Linked DNA regions of Mus musculus: region 1 is linked to region 2. The links are chromatin contacts, called in public HiChIP or PLAC-seq maps. All regions are on one chromosome and are shown on one strand. The core of a region is the stretch at or near the end of the contact, and the rest is flanking DNA. Distances in the headings are between cores, read along the strand shown. Region 1 overlaps Gm11998 (predicted gene 11998). Region 2 overlaps Gm11999 (predicted gene 11999).

Region 1 (6,939 bases), core at 2,470-4,969, 93 kb after region 2:
ACCCAGAACTGTCTTGACTCTAACTCTAAAGTGAATCAACTGTTGGAGATGCTGATCCCTATTTCTCTCCTATTCCTGTTGGGGTTGGGGGCGGGGTGGGCGTCTTGTAGAAGATGAGCCAATGGAGATTGTTGCTGAGGCTCCAAGAACTCTCTTAATGCATCAGAAGGCATTTCTGCATCTGAGAATTTGTGCCCTTTCCCCAAGTCAGAGGAGCCTTACTACATTTAAACTTAAGCTGGTTTTTTTTATGCCCTCTCCACTCACCAACGAGCACAAGGACTTGAGGAAGGAGGTGGGGAACTTGCTAGGCATGAATCTTCCTCACTCTGGAATCAGGCCTATCCTTTCAGGAGAAGTTGTAGGGAGACATGGAGTCTTGGAGATACATCTGTCCAGAGGGAACCTGGAGGAGACCAGTATTGGGTACATGGCTTTGAGCAGGAGAGAGCTGTGCTTGGTTATTGTGTCAAAGCCGTCTCAAACTGCCTCTGAAACATGGGCTTAGAAGCAGATGCCACTGGAAGTTGAGGGAAAGTAAGGCCTCTGCAAAGCGGGAACCCAAGGGGCATCCTTTATGTACATTAGGAATTGAGGCCTCAGGTGTCCTACTGCCTCATGTACCAGGAAGCCTCTCCCACTACTACTTCTGAGTTGCTTGAAGCTGGTTTCTATATTTTAGACATTGGGTGTTGCCCAAAGACTGGCACATCAAAGGCTTGCTTAAGTTGACTTTGAGCAGTAAAAGCTCTGAGAAGGATAGTAGTGAGGGGTCCTCAGGTCATTAAGAATGTACCCTCAAAGGGACTATGGGACACTGTGGTCTCTCCATTGCTTGGTAGCCACAAAGTGAATAATTTTCTCTTCTACATGGTTCCACCGTAGTTATCTTGTCATAATTCCCAGACAATAAGGGCAATCACTGTGGTCTTGAACCTCCAAAGTCACCAATCAAACAAACATTTCCAAAGCACATTGCCTTAGGCATTTTGTTGATGAATGGATCACGGGTCTGGCTCCCTAACTCCCTCTTCTCCTGTCTGTTCTCATCCATTGGGCCCTAACATTCTCAAGTGCTGACAAACTTGTTCTTCTCTTCCTTTAACCTTGCCAAAGATCCTGAAACTGCAGGCTAAAGTCCAAATCCTTAACTGAAGCTTTAAAGCCCCATGGGACCGGTATGTCTTGGCTCTAGCCCTCTAAAACCTTCTTCTGGTCTTTTTCTATGAAGAGTGCTCCGGGTTGTAACCTGGAGCAAACTGCCTGCAGTATGAACACATGTTTCCCGAAGAGCCCTGGGTGCCTTAGGTACATAGTTCCAGCATCCAGACTAGGAGGAAACAGTATTTGAGTCTTCTTCCAATTAAAAAAAAACTATGTGATTCAGTGTTTTTTTTTCCATGCATATGTACATATGCATTACATATGTGCCTGGTACCCTTGGAAGCCAGAACAGGATATCAGGTCCCCTGTGTACTCTCTAGTTAATATCAACTTGACTCAAGCTAGAGTCATTTGGTGAAAGGGACTCTCAATTAGAAAGTGTCTTCATAAGATTTGCCTGTAGGCAAGTTTGTGTGCATTTTCTTAATTTTTGATTGATGGTTGAGGGCACAGCCCATTGTGGATGGGGCTACCCCTGAGCTAGTAACCCCAGGTTTTATAAGAAAGCAGGTTGAACAAGCCACGAGGGTCATGCCAGTAATCAGCTCTCCTCCATGGCCTCTGAATCAGGTCCTGCCCCCAGGTTCTTGTCCTGTTTGAGTGCCTATCCTGACTTCCTTTAGCAATAGTGTGACATGAAAATTGTAAGGTGAAATAGATCCTTTTCATCCCCAAGTTGTTTATAGTGTTTTATCACAGCAATAAAATCCCTAATGAAAACACCCTGGAGCTGGAGTTATAGATGAGCCACCACGTTATGTCTGGAATTGAACCTAGGTCCTCTGTAAGAGCAACAAGCAGTGCTCTTAACTGCTAAGCAATCACTCTATCTCTGTTTTGATGTCTGTTCATGAATGTTATATTATGTTATGATTGTGTAAGATACTGATTGATCAATCTTGTCCAGCACATTTACTAACTAAATTGTGGCGAGTGATTAATGAGTTTTTGATCAAATAAAGTTTTTGGAATAAAGTGCTATATTCATGTCCTCTCATCAGAAAAAGTTATTGTTTCTCAGGCCTCAGAGAGTGTGCCCCAAGGTCTGAAATTCAAGTCATGGAGTTCGGGGTGGTGAGACTGTGGGAATGCCCAGGAGCTTATAGAACTGGTAAGGATCAAATTCCTGCCAAAGTGGCCGCCTTGCTATGGCACTCACAGATTCTCTCTCTGAGAAACAAGATGGGAAAACTGCTGAACCAGAGGGAAAGAAAAGGGGTTTGGTGATTCTGACTACCCAGCAAAGAGAAGTCGCTCATACAAAAAAAGGAGGGAGGGGACAGAGGAGAGAAAAGAGCAGAAAGACCTGTCAGTGCAGACAAGGAGACTTGGCCAATGCTGCTCTTTCATCTTGCATCTCGGCATTGCTGAAAGATGACTCTTCTGTAGAGACCAAAGAAGCAGCATCAGACAGAGCCCCAAGTATCAGTCCCTGCGAGGAGTCCCTGTGCTACCCAAATATCAGTCCCTGTAAGGTGTCCCTGTGCTACCTGGGACGGATGCTCATGAGTTCCTAAACAGAAAAGGGACACACACACACACACACACACACACACACACACACACACACACAATTTCTGCAAGCCACCACATGGGCTCAGTTCCAGGAGATAATTTTCAGTGGCATGACCCACTTTTTTGGCTCCTTTATATACCAAGCTGAGCTTGAGGGGCCTGGAGAACACAGCTGCAACTCTTCCTGCAGCACAAACCCCAGGAAGGACGGGTGACGAGAGCTGCCTTCTGGGGAGAGCTTGGGGTCCCTGGAAAATGATCTGGGATCTCCTCTGCTGCTCAACACAGAGCTGGTACACACCAAGCCTCACTAGACTTAGGGATGAGGGCTAGGTCTTCAAGAGTTTTAACAAAAATGAGAGATGAACACTTTCTCACCTAAAACAACCCAGTCAGTGACCAGGGGTACCAGGAGCCAACGTGTATTCAGTGCTTACAAGCCCAGCAATGTCAACAGTAAGTTGTTTCATTTACTCAACCTGGCACTGCCCCCTGCTTTACAAATCAGGAAACAGACTATACATGCCCCTGGGCTTAGAGACTGGGCCCCAACTCCCTAGCTTAAGTGGTGTTTCTGTGCTTGATACTGGCATAGTCGAAGGAGCCGAGCAAGGGCATGGGGAATGCTGGGAGAGGAAAGCACAGTAAGGACAGACTGACTCAGGCCTGTCAGTCCCCCATGTGCCTGCAGTCTTCCAACCCTACCCTTCCAACCTGGGCCAGTGCCAAAGCCTGCTTGTATTTTGCTGCTGAGTGGGGACGAGACAGCTGGGAGGGTACTACTGCTCAGCTACGGAGAATATCAACTAAGTTCCTATAGCCTTTGATTTGTAGGTGGCAAGGAGCAAGTCAGATGAGCCAAGTGCATCTGGAAAAGCCTATAACAGTAGGGAGGCCTTGCTCCCAGCTAAAAAGGAGAAAACTAGATCCCACTGCATGAAGCAGTGACTGTTGGGAGGAAGTGGAGGCAGCTGGTAGCAACCAGGCACTCTCCAGCTCTGGGCAGTTCCTCTCATGTTGAAGCCAAGGTACGGATGTGGTTTCCAACTCTCTGGAGGCCCCAGAAAGATATGTATCCTGGCCTCATGCAAGCTTGATTTAGAGATAAGCGCTGGCCTGGAACCAAGAGGAGCTGGGTTGCCTAGCACAGATCCCCAGCTTTCCCCATGCGTTGATCTCTCTTCTTGCCTTCCCTGCCCCTCACTGCCACATTGCTGCTAGGTCCAGGAAGTACTGAGCATGCTCTTCTGGTGACCTTTGAGTTTGGGGCCCCCATCTTTAATGTTCCTCAAACAAGACAGAGGTAGCACTTCCTTCCTCCTTGGAAGAGGCCTTTTGGCATGTAAGCACCTGGCCTTCACATTCCTCTGAAATTTGCCTGAACTTAGAGTTGTTCCACTCACTTGGGGCTAGAAAGGGCACTGGACCCACACAGATCCACCCCAGAAAGGCTTTTCTGACATAAAGGATCCCATGGTCTTTTCTCAATCCTTCATAGACGAGATTTAGATCTCTATCTTTATCATTTAAAAGCATTTGCCACACAGTGGGTGCTCAGTGATTCTTAATATAGAATGGGTGGAGAGGATGCGAGAGACAGAGGGAGGAAAGAAGAGAGGGAGGGATTTTCATCTAACTCTTGTATTTACTTGTTAACCGTGTAAGCTTAGGGGTGTGTGCAGATATGTGAAGAAGGAGAGGGATCGCACTGTGCATCTAGAAATCAGATTGGTCATTCTGAGATGCTACTTAAGGCCATGTGCCGAAACTTCCTGACAAATAATAATGTTAGTTTTGTTTTCCTTCTTCAGGTATTGTAATAGCATGATGGTGCAGCTTCATCTTCAGCCTGACGGGATTTAGAAGACTCAGAGGGTTTGCTTGTAGATGTGTCTGTGAGCATTTTTCTACGAAGGGGGAGATTCAGAATAAAATAGAAAAAGGAGAAGGTCCCCCTCTCACCAGTGTCTCCTCTCACCAATGTCCCCTCTCACCAGTGTCCCCAATTACCAGAGTGCCCTCTCACTAGTGTGCCCCCTTCACCAATGTTCCCTCTCACCAATGTCCCCTCTCACCAGTGTCCCCTCTCACCAGTGTCTCCTCTCACCAGTGTCCCCCCTCACCAGTGTCTCCCCTCACCAGTGTCCCCTCTCACCAGTGTCCCCACTCACCAGAGTCCCCTCTCACTAGTGTGCCCCCTTCATCAGTGTCCCCTCTCACCAGTGTCCCCAATTACCAGAGTGCCCTCTCACTAGTGTGCCCCCTTCACCAATGTTCTCTCTCACCAATGTCCCCTCTCACCAGTGTCCCCTCTCACCAGTGTCCCCTCTCACCAGTGTCTCCCTAACTAGCTTCCTCTCTCACCAGTGTCCCCCTTCACCAGTGTCTCCTCTCACCAGTGACTCCACTCACCAGTGTCCCCCTTCACCAGTGTTCCCTCTCACCAGTGTCCCCCTTCAGCAGTGTCTCCTCTTACCAGTGTCTCCACTCACCAGTGTCCCCCTTCAGCAGTGTCTCCTCTCACCAGTGTCTCCTCTCACCAGTGTCCCCCCTCACCAGTGTCTCCCCTCACCAGTGTCCCCTCTCACCAGTGTCCCCACTCACCAGAGTCCCCTCTCACTAGTGTGCCCCCTTCATCAGTGTCCCCTCTCACCAGTGTCCCCAATTACCAGAGTGCCCTCTCACTAGTGTGCCCCCTTCACCAATGTTCTCTCTCACCAATGTCCCCTCTCACCAGTGTCCCCTCTCACCAGTGTCCCCTCTCACCAGTGTCTCCCTAACTAGCTTCCTCTCTCACCAGTGTCCCCTTCACCAGTGTCTCCTCTCACCAGTGACTCCACTCACCAGTGTCCCCCTTCACCAGTGTTCCCTCTCACCAGTGTCCCCCTTCAGCAGTGTCTCCTCTTACCAGTGTCTCCACTCACCAGTGTCCCCCTTCACCAGTGTCCCCTCTCACCAGTGTGTCTCCTCTCATCAGTGCCCCTCTTTTTGTCATTGTGTAAGCTGTTTATTTCTGTCCTGCCTTTATCTATGAATCTGAACCCTTTGAAAACATGAGTCCCAAATAAACCTTTTCTCTTTTAAGGTTTTTCTGTCATGCATTTACTTACAGCGATGACAAAACAACACATACCATGCTGGATGGTATTACTTTCTTCTATACATACTAATGGAAGCTACAATTTTATCATTAAAATACTCAAGCATTTCAATGTTCAAAGGTATTAAAGGTGCATACTATCAAACTAGGTAAATTTTTGTAAAGGTATTTTGTGATTAAACACTACTATAATCACACTATACATGACAATGTATTGTTTTTAAGTGTACCACCTCAGTGTTCACCACAACCTTTCAATATGGACATTTTTTTCCTGATTCTACAAAGAGGATATCACTACAAGATAGACATTTATTATACTGTATAAAAATGGTAAGAATACAAAAGTCGAGGGTGCAAATGACCCTGCAGGGAAAAAGGAAATAAAGTGTACAAAATCTAAACTCAGAAGAGGAAGGGTCAGTACAAAAGTAAACCCTCCCAGGCATACCAAACCAAGCCCAGGACACTGAGGGGGCTGAAATATTAATAAATGCCGGAGTATTATTACCAGTAAGATTTTGCCTCCTGGTCTTTGCTGGGTAACTTCTGATTCCTTAACCCTAGTGTATGCAAGGTTTATTATTGCACTTAGAAGAAGAGCAAAAACATGCAGAGATCAAGCCAGTGAGAACACATGGAAGATTAGGACTACCAAGTATATTCCTTTGCCCATGAGGCTGGGCCCCACCATCCCATGCTAGCTGACTGTCTCCCAGCCTTCAGTACAGCAAGGCTGAAAGAGACCTTGGGCAAGGTATTTCTGGATGCGGCAGGCTGTTGCACAAGACGCTTGGTCAAGCCTTCGAGCGTTCTCTCTGGCTTGTGCTGAAGGATACAGGTATTGCAAAGGCACACCCGCACAGATAAGGAGAGCTTTGCGTAGTTCCCTGTCCGACTTGCACATATTCCCATTTGACCCAACACTCAGGTCATGAAACTACTCACCGGTTGGAGAAGCCCCCAAACAGTGGCTGTCCCCCCTTCCTTAGTTTCATGACACAGGCTTGGTCCCGGGTGTATCAAGCACAGGGACAGGGTGTAAGAGGATGGGTTCTGAGGCACAGAGAGCCAATGCCAGTTTCATCCTTGTTTTTTTTTTTTTTTTTTTTTTTTTTTTTTTGTTCTGACTTGGGGGAAATCATTTCAGCTATGTACTA
Region 2 (6,329 bases), core at 3,369-5,868:
GTATTCCTGCTTTGCATCAAGGGTGATAACCACAGACTGTTAAACCTTCCCACTCACTGCAATGCAAGCATGCCCTGAACCATGGCATCGCATAGGAACCATCCCACAGCAACTTCACAGTCCTGCAGACAAAAGAGAAGTCTTGGTATAATGGCCCTTTGGTTCCCAATTAAGGGAAGGGGTTGTATTAGACATAAGAAAATCACTGAAGTATACCCAAGTAATTTAAACCACCACTCATATTTCCATCTAGCTTAAACAACTGGAAATCCTACAAAGTATGTAGATAGTATATATAGTGCAGACAGTGATAATTGTATGGTCAACGCCACTTTCCTGGTCTTTCTGATTCTTGTTATAAGAATAGAGAAAAGTTTGGTACAAGCATGAGTGTGGACAGTTGTCATGAAGAATACCAATATGTGGTCCATCTAGGCTGCATTCTTGCAGTGGTCTACCAAATTTGCATTACTACTGATAGCAAAAGCTAAAGTGACTTTTGATTACACGTATGAGAATAGCTACTGGGTCTTCAGTCTATGTCTGACACCATTCTTTGTTCCTTTAGTTGGAGCCCTGGTAATGCACACAAAGTGTGTAATTGAAGAGATGACACGGAGCGTTTTGATTTTCTTTTTTGGTCAGTGTCTTAATTACTAGGGTTTCCTATGTTGTTGAAGTGTCCTGGTTCCTGTCCAGCTTTTCTGCATCACAATGGATATTCTTCTCTTGTGCAAAGTTCAACTTAAATGAAATCCCAGTCTCTGTTACTACATGCAGTTGTATTTAGCAGGGCCAAACTCTTGTATCTATATAGCTTTGGTTGCAGCTGAATTCAAGAGGACTATTTTTCTTACAGTGTAGCCTTTCTAGAACATTCTGGCAGCTTTCTTCAGACTTGACCATGACTTTCTCTCTCCTGTTTGAAGGCATTATCTCCACAGGATTTAGTGTGAGGAGAAACAGGGTTCTTACCATGGCACATTCCACCTACTGTGAATGTGGTTCTCCATTCCACCCTGACTCTGTCTACCCCCACCTACAGCAGCTGCAGGCCTTTGAGGTTTTACTGTTTAACCCCTTCACGCCCACTGATAGTACTGTTTAGACCATGTTTCACCAAATGAATGGAACGTAAAGATGGCACACATGTTTGAACACAGCTCAGGACCTCTTCCGATGAATTTATTTAAGAAGCAAGCACTTTTAAGATAATACAAGGCTTCCAGGTGTGGCCGTGGGCTGTTTGCATATGAGGTATACTCCTGGGAGTCAATTCTGCAGCCTGTAATGGTTTTCAGATTGGGCTTTTTAATAGCAGAGGCCGAATAGTGGCAATACTTCCTTTACTTAATTCTATGTTCATTTTTAGCACACGCACAGACAGCCCAGCTCGTTATACATTTATTACTCTGCAATGCATTTGGCAACACACACAAGATTCCCATAGCTGTCCATAACAGGGAACTCACACTGCTTGAACCAGACCTGTCTCATCCCCTCTGCAGTCCCATTAAGTTAAAGAGTAAATTATTAATAATGCTGACTAAAATCAAAGCTCTAAATGACACAAACAAAATTAACCAGCACTGGGAAAACAGAAGCATTTAAAACAACAGAGAAACATTTGCTCTCACAGTGGAACACATCTTGACAGTTATCAGAAGGTATTATCATGGACCATCGTGAGAGGAGTAAATGACTACAGAGGCTGACAGGAGAGAAGGGAGCCTACGGAATTCATTAACTGCCTGTGTAGCTTCATAAGCAGACAGTGATATTAGGGCAATGGTTTGTAAAAATGATGCTTTCTGGCCTCTTTATTCTTTTAAAAATAATAGGAATAAGTCTGAATTAAACAATTTCGATTTGTTCTTAAAACAAAACAAAACAAAACAAAACACAACCAAACCAAACCAAACAAACAAACCAAAAAACAAACCACAGAGTCCAGATTTAGGGGCCCAAACTTTCTTCTTAAAATAATTGCTAAGTCTTAAATTCCTCATAAAACGATAGTTATTTTCTAAAGCTTATTTACAATGATCAGCAGAGAACAAAGAACCCACAGCAGGCCAAGAGATCCTAGATGCCCAGTTGCAGCAGGTGACCAGTCATTCCAGAGAGAAGGCAGGGTCTTGATGAAGCTGCTCAGGTTTGTAAGTCAGTCTGTAACCTGGTCTGGACTTGCAAGAAGATTGGGCCAGGAAAAGCTCAGGCTTTTAGACAGGCTTAGCTTTCCAGTCCATATTTTGGGTGCTAGTGTCCTGCCACCAGAGGAGGGAGAATATTTTTCTTCAAACTGCAGCCTAAAGTAAAGCTTGACTTCCACAGGCCTCCATGAAATGGTCTTGGCTTCTTTTGGGAATCCTACACTCTCACTACTATAGCTATGGTAGCATGAGCCCCAGTGATATCAACCTGTGGGGCACTGATATATTTGACAGTAGAGTTAGTGCTAGGCTCAGTTCATTTCAACTCATAGGAGGTTTGCACAAGAACCACTCACAGAGGTGGATGCTGGCTAGCAATGTCTTGTATAGGAAATCCAGCATGTCCATGTATCAAGAGGGGAAGCACAACAAGTTGCTTCAAACCTACTTACACCCTGAGATGTACAGGAAGGATTCTGATAGGGAAGAGGACATTGTCCTAATAGGCTGTGGGAACTCCTTAACCATGGGCCACCATCCTACACAGGCCAGTCCTTCTTGAAGATTCGCTCCTTCTAATCTCGACAGGTCCCTGAAGCTTGTGCCTGTCTGTTCCCAAATTTCTAGTGAAGGTCACAGGCTGATCCCTGTCTAGCTTTGGGTAGCAATGTTGGTGCAGCTGTCTGATCAGGCTCCTGCATCTCCCCTGCACGTGCAATGCAGTTTGCACTGCTCTAAGCCACACTTGCCTGGCTGAGTGGCCCTGTCAACTGTCCTTCCAGTAGGTGGGAATTTCACTTCCTTATTTCCAGGCATAAATAATTGCAGATGCAAAATTGGGGCCTTATTTTAGACACAGGCGTTGAGAATGTGACTCAAAATATTCAACAATATTTTTAATCCTGTTTTTTAAGTATGAGGAAGCCTGAGCAACTTGCTGGTCAAGGCTCTGGATTTGTCAAGCCACACAGGTCAAAAAGGCGACAGGTGGGAGATGAGATTTCAGTGCTGCATGCAACTTGTGTTTTACTTTTGTTCCTTATTTCCCGTCCCTTATAAAGAACTATTCTTAAACATACCACTGCACCCAAGGCTTTAAGAGCCATTATCCCATCAATGATAACATATCCTGGGGTTCATAGCTTACTTGGCTGCATCTGTCTGGCACATAACTTTCATGGGATAGTGAAAAATATGTATCTCTTCCTTCAAAAAACATGTAGAAAACACATTTCTCCTCTTTTGCTTAAGGTTCCTTCTTCCCCTGTAACAGCATTTTATTGGGCCACTGAGTGGTATATCCCTTGGCCAGGAGAATATGCAGAAGAGATAGCGGGTGCACACGCGTGCGCGCGTGCGCGCACGCACGCGCACACAAACACACACACACACACACACACACACACACACACACACAAGTATTCAATTCAACTCTTCCCCTTCACTATATAGGTCCAAATCATTCCCATGTCCTGGGTCCCCTTGCTGCTAGGTAGGTTGCTGAAGGAAAATTTGGCCAAAAGAGGTGCTCAAGTATTGGCTCAGTGCAAGCTTCATTGCTCCACTGGACTTCCCTGACAAAACAGAAACTTAAGACAAATTGGTTTCAGGACTGTGACCTCAGGATATGATGGACCCTGTTGCACACTGGCACGTCCAGGAATCCTGCCATGCTGGCAGGCTTAGTGGATGACTAAAAGAAAGACAAGGTGCAGTGGCTTGGGTTTACCAACACACAAAGCCTCATATGTCTGGTCTTTGTGAGTTATGGTAGTTGGACCTTCGGATATCTCATCTCTACCACCTGGGTAGCACCAACTGCTGGAGAATTTATGAGCACAGACACCTTGGGGCTTTCTTGAGAGAGGTGATTGGTCAGAGAAAATGGAGTGCTCTGGAGTTACAGCCGCCCTGACTCCAGCCTGTGATTAGGCAGCTTGGGTACTGTCAGCGAGGAACCACAGGCAGATCGGACATGGCAGCTGCAGATCTGCCATTGGCCCAGCTGACTGCCTCTGGTCTGGAATGTTCTTATTATTCTTGTTCTATAACCAGGTGGCTGAGGGAAACCAGGGCCTTTCTGACCTCAAACTGACAAGCATAGGCTCTGTCCCTCTAATGATCAAACTCTGCTAAGCACTAGAGATGGAGGACAGATACTGCTGGTACAGCTCTTCTTCCAGGGCCTATGTCCATGACAAGAGATGGGTTATTTCCTGCACACTATAGGGCATAAAATTCTAGCACACAGCCCTGGGAATGTGTTCTATTGAAACATTTGCTCACAACTGAATGGGAAAGCAGGAGGCCAAACTGCCCTTGGGTCAGGGTAAACACTGCTCTTTCCTGGCTCCAGTTGAGTCATGTAAAAGAAGGTGATTAATGAGACATTAAATGGTGTGTATGTTTTAAGGACACAGAGGACAGGGGCTCTCAGAACCGCAGGAGCCTGTGGTTTCTGAAATACTGGTGGGTGGCTTCCTGTAGTTGCAAGGCATGCTGGGGAGATGAGATAGGACAGGCCCCACCTAACTCCCTTCATACGGATTCTGGCAGTTTGGCTCCTGCAGCCTGGTCTGACCTGCTGCTCCCATGCAGTTAGACTGGGGAAGCAGAGCAGCTAGCTATCAGCCAGACAAGTAATAGACATCTAATAAGGTCACGTGGCCAGAAACGCAGAAGCCCACAGACCAGTTTCTGGGGGCAGAGATCGGAAGCCATTCACTTTATTTTGTGCCTGTAGACAGTGACTTTAATGTTATGTAAATGTAGCCCTTAATTCCTAATGTCTGGAAATGTGTGTGTCAGGGCTGTGGCAGCTCAGGTTGTGGATGATCCAGACGACGGTGTGTGTGTGTGTGTGTGTGTGTGTGTGTGTGTGTGTGTGTGTGTGTGTATTCAAGGAAAGCTTGTGATTACTAGCCTCTGATTTCCTTTTTCCATGACAAGATTTAAATAGGACAAGACAAGATGATGAAAACTGAGGGGTAAGCCAGTGTCTGCGGAAGGGGCCTCTCTGGAGAGGGGAAAGGAGGTGGAAGCTCTGGAAAGCAACTGCACTCCTGGTTTCAAGGCACAAAGTGATACCCTCCTGGTCAGAATCACTTATCTAACTAGAAACACCGGGAAATCAGCATGAAGGGCAAATTTGTGTCTAGGAAGATGAGCACCATGTGACAGAGGCTTGCCAGAGAGTCATATGTGTGGGTGGCAGTGGAGTGCAGAAAGAAGGGCCAGTGGTAAATTCCCTCCAAGCAGGTGGAAGGAACCAGCAAGGCAGTGTAGGCCCCAGCTGCCCACTTTGTCTTCCCACAGGAAGCCTGTGGCCTAGTGTAAGTCTAGCCCTATGGTAGCTGTACAACCAAATGTCCTGCTCTTCGCTGTCCTCGGGTCCTCAATCTATCTCTCTGGGGACAGTTAGGATCCGGGTTAATGTGATGAAATTTGTCATCTCTTGAGGCACAAGCAGCCCAGGAGCCTAGAGCCTGGAATGATGGTCTCTCTAAGATGATCTGAATAACCAAATGCTCACACTTGAAGCCAATTCTTTGCTCCTAAAGTAGCCTGTAATGCTTTTTATTCTAGTTTTATTGACATAGGGAAATTGTTCATTTTTTAGATGTTTTGTGATATTTTGATACAAGCATACATACTGGTCAAATAGGTTAATTGGCATGTTCACCACACCAAACATGTACTTTTCTTTGCCATACCACCAAGGATATTAGAGTCTGATTTGTCTAATTGACTTCTTTTTTTAATCAAGGGTTGTTGAAGGAAAAAAAAAACATATGGTTAAGCCTGGTGAGAAGGATTATACTGCCAGGTACACTGCAGGATGAGGCCGGGGGATGGAAAAGTTCAAGGCTTTCTAGGGCTATAGATTGAGATCAAGGCCACTTGGAGCAATGTAGGAAGAGTATGTCTTAACATAATAAGCAAAAATGGACATGGAGATGGAGTCTAGTGCTAGGGATCTTGTCTAGCACGTGCAAGGCCCTGCGCTCAATCCTTAGCACCACAGAAGAAAACAATCAGGAATGTCAATGATAGTATTTTCTTTGCACCATTCTAAAGCACATAAGAGAGAAGCTTATTTTTCTCAGAAGCTACAGTCACTATTCCTAGATCATGTGACTAGTGTAACCTGGAGATGTCCCTTCTTTGTAGTGACTT

Evidence for each region. HiChIP or PLAC-seq counts read pairs in DNA pulled down with a chosen protein or histone mark.
Region 1: a contact with region 2 is called in an H3K27ac HiChIP or PLAC-seq map of the HPC-7 cell line, with 13 times the contacts expected there. The contact joins two enhancer-like sites. A contact is called at or near these places in 7 of 39 promoter capture datasets (the C10 cell line, the HPC-7 cell line, cranial neural crest and 2 more), 2 of 15 datasets of contacts at CTCF or cohesin (CD8 T cells and large pre-B cells), 20 of 484 Hi-C or Micro-C datasets (B cells, CD4 T cells, CD8 T cells and 11 more) and 12 of 115 datasets of contacts at active chromatin or transcription factors (the 230-238 cell line, CD8 T cells, the HPC-7 cell line and 8 more).

Annotation. Positions count from the first base shown.
Region 1 is chr11:11,561,216-11,568,154 of GRCm38.p6, reverse strand. The region is part of intron 1 of Gm11998 (predicted gene 11998); the gene reads right to left. Among named protein-coding and RNA genes, the nearest start is that of Gm29945, 6.8 kb to the right of the region's middle. Within about 2 kb of position 3,719, at least 131 of the 459 cell types and tissues checked have an H3K27ac peak or open chromatin away from gene starts, as enhancers often do. A contact at or near this core is called in the 230-238 cell line, B cells, CD8 T cells and 14 more, where this site is marked.
Region 2 is chr11:11,655,625-11,661,953 of GRCm38.p6, reverse strand. The region is part of intron 1 of Gm11999 (predicted gene 11999); the gene reads left to right. Among named protein-coding and RNA genes, the nearest start is that of Gm11999, 27 kb to the left of the region's middle. Within about 2 kb of position 4,618, at least 103 of the 459 cell types and tissues checked have an H3K27ac peak or open chromatin away from gene starts, as enhancers often do. A contact at or near this core is called in the 230-238 cell line, B cells, CD8 T cells and 14 more, where this site is marked.